Linked DNA regions of Rattus norvegicus: region 1 is linked to region 2. A link is a contact called in public Hi-C data. All regions are on one chromosome and are shown on one strand. The core of a region is the stretch at or near the end of the contact, and the rest is flanking DNA. Distances in the headings are between cores, read along the strand shown.

Region 1 (3,551 bases), core at 594-3,093, 61 kb after region 2:
TAGTGACGGCTGAGAGCATACAAGCTGACATTATGATTGAGCCAAGGTTACACCAGGTCCCACCTCAGGCTTCCCAAGTCACAGCGGCTTCTTCCACCATCGACCCTCCAGACTGGGTGCTTGGGCCCAGCCATATAGTAACTTCCCTGCCCCCCCCCCGGGGGGGGTGTCTGGGAAATGTCACCAAACCGGCTCTCTCCCATACCCTCAGGGCCCAGCTCCCAAAGTCCCAACTCCATGCACATTCTGTGGGCAGAGTCACCAAAAGCACACTTCTGATCGCCCTAAGAGCAAGGGCTTCATCCAAAAGCCAGTGCCCATCAGTAAGCTACAAATCTGGAAACCCTCGACCTCTAGAACGCGTGAAACCGCTTCTGATTTCAATTTTAAATTGCCACCCTCTTCACACACTTGTGAGCCACCCCCACGCACCCTTCTTTAGCTCTCCCTGCACATCCTCACACCCTCTCTCCCATCACTCCGAGTTTCCTTTTCAACCGCCCCGGCCTCCTCCTCGAACCTCCTCCATACCGTGGCTTCCCTTGTACACTGCCTCCACGCCCCTGAATACCAACGGGAAATACTGCTTTAGTACCCCTTCACCTATCGTCTCCATCAAAAGTACTTACCTACTCTCCCAGGACACTCATTTCTTCCTCAGGCCCTGCATTACCCAGGGCCTTTCTAATCAGACTTCCATTTTCCCAAACTAACCTCCTCCCATTATCCTCCGGCTCCTACTGTTCTCACTCTTATTGAACTATTTTCCCGTGGGCCTGGAACCTTTACTGTTTCACTGCCTCTCCCTTCTTCAAAGCCTCCCCATCAATTCTAATTGTGCCCCTTATCCTCTAACAGCAAGGCACCCTCAATAAACCTCACCCCCTTCACAGACATCTGTTCCTAGGCCCCTAACTTCTGCCCTAAACACCTACCTTCTCAGACCCCTAGTCCCATCGACCATCTTAACACCTAGCCACCTCATACTTCAAGTCCATGTAGACTCCCTGGTCCTCCCTCCCGTCTCAGGATTCCACAATCCTCTCCTTAGTGGCCCTTCTTTATCTTTCCTGATTCTTCATCTCTTCTAGAACCACCCATCCAACACACACACACACACACACACACACACACACACACACACACACACACACACAGAGACACGGCTTCCAGCAATTCCAATCTCTTCTTCAGATTCTCTGCACTCCAGACCATCTCCTCCACACAGATTCCCAAACCGCCAAATACTATCCGGGCTCACCAGTTCCCTTCCCGGACCCCATTGCTTGCCTGGGCCCTACCAATGCTTCCTTTGACCCTACAATCTCGCCTTAAAACGCAGTTCCATTTCAACCTCCCGAGTCGTCTTCTCGTTTGCCCCAGTTCCCCGTGTCTCATACCTGGCCGCCACTTCCCCCCTCCCCCTCCAGATTCCCAATTGCTTCTTTAAGCTCTGTAATCCCTCTCCGGGACTCCAAACTCGTTCCCGGACCCGCCAATTGTTTCCTAGGACCCCCTCCAGACCTCCCCTCCCCGCGCAGGACGCCATCCAGCCCGGATCACGGGCCGCGCACCTTGCGCTGCTGCTTCTCCCAGGCCGGGTCCAACAGCAGGTCCCGGTCCCAGTCATCCTCCTGGGCCATGTAGTCGCCCATGCCTCCGCCGCCGCCCGTGCCATTGCCGCCGCTGCTTGGGCCGTACTGGTACGCCTGGTTCGCCGCGTGATAGTCCACCATCCCGCCGCCTTTCGCTAGCCCGCCAGCCGGTCCGCTACCGCTCAGCTCCCGCCCCTATGTCGGAGCCTACGACTCGGCCGCCGCTTCAGCTGCTTTCAGCCCGCCCAAGACTGACGCCTGCGCAGTTCACTCGCCGCGCCTGCGCACTGCGCCGCCACCGCCACCGCCCTCCCGCGCGCGCGCACCTAAAAAGGCGAGCCCGCCCCCGGGTGCTCGGCGCCGGCGCAGAATGCACCTCCGGCCGCCCGCCCAGCGTGGGAGCCCAAGCGCTTCTCTAGCGTGAACGCGCGCGTCAACCCCCCCCCCGGGTGGGCGGGGCCCAATCATGAATGATTCATAAGGCGGGGCTCGTCATCCGGCTTTAACCTGTTTCTCGAGGTGGAATGTGTTCTCATTCAGCCATTCAGACGTAATCAAAATTTATTTGGTGACCTACTATGTACTTAACCGTGTTTTCTGTCTTAGAACTAAAGAAGTCAGAAAAAGTCCCCACCCTTTTGAAACAATATACAATAAACCTTGCACGATGGTACATAGGGGTCTCTGTTTTCAGGCCGCTAAGACTGAAAGCCTGATAACATGTTGGAGCTTGGGTTACACAGGGATACCCGTCTTAAATTAAATAATGGAGCTTAAAACTGGGCATGGTGGTGACACATACCTTAAATTCCCAACTGGAGGTGTGGACAGGATTCAAGGCCAGACTTGGCACACAGCGAGTTTGAGTCTAGCGTGGGATACATGAGGACCCTGTCTAAAAAAAAAATGAAAAAAGAAAAGGAACTCTAGAATGGACTGGATTTATAAAATCTTCAGATGGGCTTCATAGAAAAAGTAGATAGTTAGAGAAACTCTGAAAGATTCACAAAATAGACATCGAGTTAGATTAGATTGGAATAGCTAGCTAGCCGGGGAAGGCAAGGGATCTTTTTGGACTTGTCTATCTTTGTTCACTCAGCAAACACTGAGCCCCTACTATGTGCATCCACTTTCCAACTACAGACGGCATGATAAACCAGGTCAATTATCAAATGACTAAGTTTGTAAGAGAGATGGGCAACGGTAAGAAACATGGAAACCAGGCATGGTGATTTTTTTTTTCTTTTTTCTTTTTTTCGGAGCTGGGGACCGAACCCAGGGCTTTGCGGTTGCTAGGCAAACGCTCTACCACTGAGCCAAATCCCCAACCCCACATGGTGGTGTATTAACCCCAGCACTCAGGAGGCAGAAGCAGGCAGAACTCTGAGTTTGAGGCCAGCCTGGGTTGACAGAGTGAGTTCTAGGACAATCAGGAAAACTCTGTCTGAGGGAGAGAGAGGGAGAGAGAGGGAGAGAGAGGGAGAGAGAGGGAGAGAGAGGGAGAGAGAGGGAGAGAGAGGGAGAGAGAGAGAGAGAGAGAGAGAGAGAGAGAGAGAGAGAGAGAGAGAAAGAAACTCACAGGGCTTCTTAAAAAGAGGTAGTCAGCATCCACCACTCCAACAGCCTTCTTCCTGCCCTCCCACCTCTGTCTCCAGCCCCAGTTTGTTATTGTCATTTGATTTCTTTTAAATTTACATGTATGTATTGTGTGGGGCAGAGGTGCACATGTCACATGTGGAGGTCAGAGTTGATTCAGTGTTTTTACTACCTGGGATCCTAGGGGTCAGGCTCAGGTTGAGCAGCTCCACTGCAAATGGAAGCGTTTGGAGGTGTTGGTTTTGTTTTGTTTGAAACTGGGTCTTAATAAGTAGCCCAGGCCTGCCACCAACTCACTATGTAGGAGATGACCTTTGACCACGAATCTATCTCCTGCTACCTCCTGAACTCTGGTCCCTC
Region 2 (3,390 bases), core at 262-2,761:
GACAATTTTGAAATTTTTGTTTCTTAAAAAACATTATTATAAAAATGTGCTTTCAGGCTAGAGAAAGGGCTCAGAAGTTAAGAGGTCTTTCCAGAGGTCCTGAGCTAAATTCACGGGAACTACATGGTCGCTCATAACCATCTGTGAGATGTGGTACCCTCTTCTGGTTGTGCAGGTAGAACACTGCATAAAAAACGAATGAATGAATGAATGAATGAGCAAGCGGGCAAGCTTTCATTTAAATCCCAGGTACAGGGATATGTGGCTGCTTTGGACTGTCCTTAGCAACTGACTATGAGGAAAGAAATTAAGATTCATGAATCTTTCTCCTCTATCCTTTCTCTTTAATATCATTATGGGGGGAGAAACCAAGGGGAGAAAGAACACACAAGGTAGAAAAGACCAGCTGCAATGCTTATTACCAACTTCTAAAGCCAGATGTGATGACCAGCATCTTTAATCCCAGGACTTGGAGGCAGAGGATCTCTTGAGTTTGAGGCCAGCCTGGTCTACAGAGAAACCCTGTCCATTCAGCTGTACTATTTTACTGCTGCTGTTAACCTCTTTTTTTTTTTTTTTTTTTTTTGGTTCTTTTTTTCGGAGCTGGGGACCGAACCCAGGGCCTTGCGCTTCCTAAGCAATCGCTCTACCACTGAGCTAAATCCCCAACCCCTGCTGTTGACCTCTTGATGTGTCCCGTGTACAAGTTAAGCTTTCTGACAGGCAGGGAAAGTGGCACAGCAGACTCAGGTGTGAGAAACTGGCACGATGCATTCTGTCTGTCTGTCTGTCTGTCTGTCTGTCTGTCTCTGAAGCATTCACACACTGGCACTTACTTCATTGACTTGAGAAATGCTGGGCCAATAAAGATTAACAGTCTTGTCAGTGGTTAAGCACGAACTTGAGAGTTCTGTGACATTGCTATAGACCGGCAACGGGCAATGGGATGGTACCTGGGTAGCCTCCTTTCCTTCCTCTGGGGCCACGTCTGAGTGTTGTTTCTGGGGCTGCCTGACCTTGCCTCAAGGGAACAGGCCTCAGGTGGCTGGGACCTAGTATCTGAAGAGCAGGCTAGCCCAGCTCTCCACATTCATGGGCATCTCCCCTGTCACTCATATGAAGGCACCATTTGTACTCTTCCCTTTGTTTGGACAAGCAGGCCCCTGGACAGTACCCTATGGCACCAAAATTACCCGCAGGTCACAGTACTATAGTTTTGACTCTGATGTGCAAATGTATAAACTGCAGCCAACAGCAGTAGGAAGCAGGAAGAAACTAGCCTGCTCCTGTGGCCCCACTGGCACGGGTGGGAAGGCCTTGCAGAATTGCTTGAGTTTGGGGTGAATAGTGGGTGGGGGTGTCTGAGGAAAGAGCAGTTCCAGCCAAGGATCTTATTTTGGGAGCTCCTTCAGGGCCTGTGGATTTTTCCATGATGCAATGGGCTGGGCCTCCCACTCCCTGGCCCCTCCTCGATGCTAGCCACGGCAATGGTAGAATAAGAACCCCATTCATTGGCTCTTGAGGTGCAGTGTACTAACTGTGTGCCCACATTTATGTGCCTGGGCAGGGGAAGAGGACACTGGTGACTGTATTCTGAGCAGGAATGCGAACAGACAGAACAACAGGCTCACTGTCTAGCACTCCTCATACAAGGTGACAGGCAGGGAGAGAGGGACCCTTAAGAGACTGAGGTCATCCCTATGCGGGAGACCCTAGGTCCCTTATGCTTCTTGGTATTGAGACAGCATGGGCAGAAGATTTCCTTCTGTAAGGCACTCCTGGTGTATAGGAGGAGGCAGGGTTGAGAGCTGGGGACAGAACTGCCAGGTGATGATGCCATGGGTGCATACATACTTGAGCTCCTGGGCAATAGCCGCGATCTGCTCCACGCGGTCCTGGTGCGCCGCCAGGTCACTCTCAAAGGCCTCATGCTTTCGGATCAGAGCTTTGATGTCTGACAGGGTGGCTGTCTCATAGTCCCGGTGCTTCAGCATGGCCTCCTTCCCTACAGGTGTGGCAGAGAGGTGCCTTAACAACAGTCACAGAGCTATCTATCTGAGGGGGAGAAGTGCAGCAGATATGCATCATATCTGTTACCCCAAATGATGGAGCCTAGAAGCTCTTGAACCTTCCTCCTTGCCCCCTGGGGAAACCCCAAGCCCATTTATGTTCTATGTATTCTGTGCAGACTTAGAAGACACTTGGTGTTCTGGGCCTGAGACAGATATCACAGTGTAACTCCCAAGCTCTACATAGTGTCTCTTACTGCTAGGAGAACCAGGATAGAAGTTGATACCAAGGCTGAAAAGTTACAGACACCCATTTGTGGAGGATGGTGAGTGGGAGAAGCCCCAGGCTTTCAGCCAGGCCCAGCAGGGTCAGGAAAGGGATGACCCTGGAGTCTGGGCCCAGGAGCTGAGCCCGTGCCAGCTTTTTAGAGCCAGCTCTGCTGGGTGGTGGTCCTAACCCAGTCTTGTCACCCCACCCGCTTTCTCGGCACAGTGAGGTGGGGCTGTCCAAACCCTTTGAAGGAAAGGAGAAACACTATTATTAGTTCTGGAGCCGGGCTAATTACATGCTCAGAGCAAAAGCCCAAGCAGCCTGCTAGTAAGTTATGGGAGGACAGGGCACTGAGGGAAATGCCAGCCAGGATTTTCACTTTCTTCCTCAAGGAGCCCTGCTTCCAATGGCTTCTGGACTCACCCTCAGATCAGAGCCCAGAGCACCTGGCACACAGCTGGCACCCCTTGACCAACCTCCCATTGGTAGAACAGTGCCAGCAACAGCACTTATGTGGCCTTGCCCATCCTGAATTTTAGCAAGATGATGGTTAAGAATGGAAAGAGTTGGTGCCACCCCCGCTCAGCCACTCCCAGCCTCATCTGCTTAGCAACTGCCAGCCACCCCCAGGCCAGGGCTGGCACCAGGAGGCAAGAGATGGACTCAGAAAACAGACTCCACAGGCCTGCCACCCCTGCTCCAGGCCAGAGGGCCTAACCACAAGGCAAGCTTGCAATTCCCTTCTCCAAACTGCTTTCTCCCAAGGGTGGGAACCAGAAATAGCAGCTGAGAAGAATTCAGCCTCAGCTGTTTCAGCAGGGAACTGGCAAGTGTATCTACATTCAGCCACGGGATGTGTATGGGGCTCAGTGGTGTCTGGGTTTATTCCCAGGCACTCAGGTCCCTCTGGAAGTCATCCACATGGGCAAACCACCTCTGATTCCCCGTGCCCTTAGGCAGGGGTTTCACAGTGATTTAGAATATAGGAAAGGGGCTCAGGAGGTCTGCCAATCAACCGTTGAGAGGGACAGGTGTGTGAAGGCGTCAACCATTATTGGGCCTGGCTGTAGGTGGGCCTCATTCCTAGATCCCTCCAGTGCAAGCCTCAGA

The links. Hi-C and Micro-C count contacts between places; a contact is called where the count stands out from the background.
Region 1: a contact with region 2 is called in a Hi-C map of Schwann cells, with 7 times the contacts expected there. The contact joins the promoter of Actn4 here to the enhancer-like site in region 2. A contact is called at or near these places in 10 of 12 Hi-C or Micro-C datasets (the A7r5 cell line, the Rat2 cell line, Schwann cells and 5 more) and 1 of 1 datasets of contacts at active chromatin or transcription factors (oligodendrocytes).

What each region holds. Positions count from the first base shown.
Region 1 is chr1:93,377,477-93,381,027 of GRCr8, forward strand. It overlaps Actn4 (actinin alpha 4), which reads right to left and starts at 1,844. Exons shown (of 21, transcript NM_031675.2): 1 at 1,575-1,844. The coding sequence starts at 1,736. All of the region lies in intron 1 of LOC103689966 (MARCKS-related protein-like), which reads left to right.
Region 2 is chr1:93,317,105-93,320,494 of GRCr8, forward strand. It overlaps Actn4 (actinin alpha 4), which reads right to left. Exons shown (of 21, transcript NM_031675.2): 12 at 1,855-2,005. The region is part of intron 1 of LOC103689966 (MARCKS-related protein-like); the gene reads left to right. Among named protein-coding and RNA genes, the nearest start is that of Capn12, 20 kb to the left of the region's middle. Within about 2 kb of position 1,512, at least 34 of the 93 cell types and tissues checked have an H3K27ac peak or open chromatin away from gene starts, as enhancers often do. A contact at or near this core is called in Schwann cells, where this site is marked.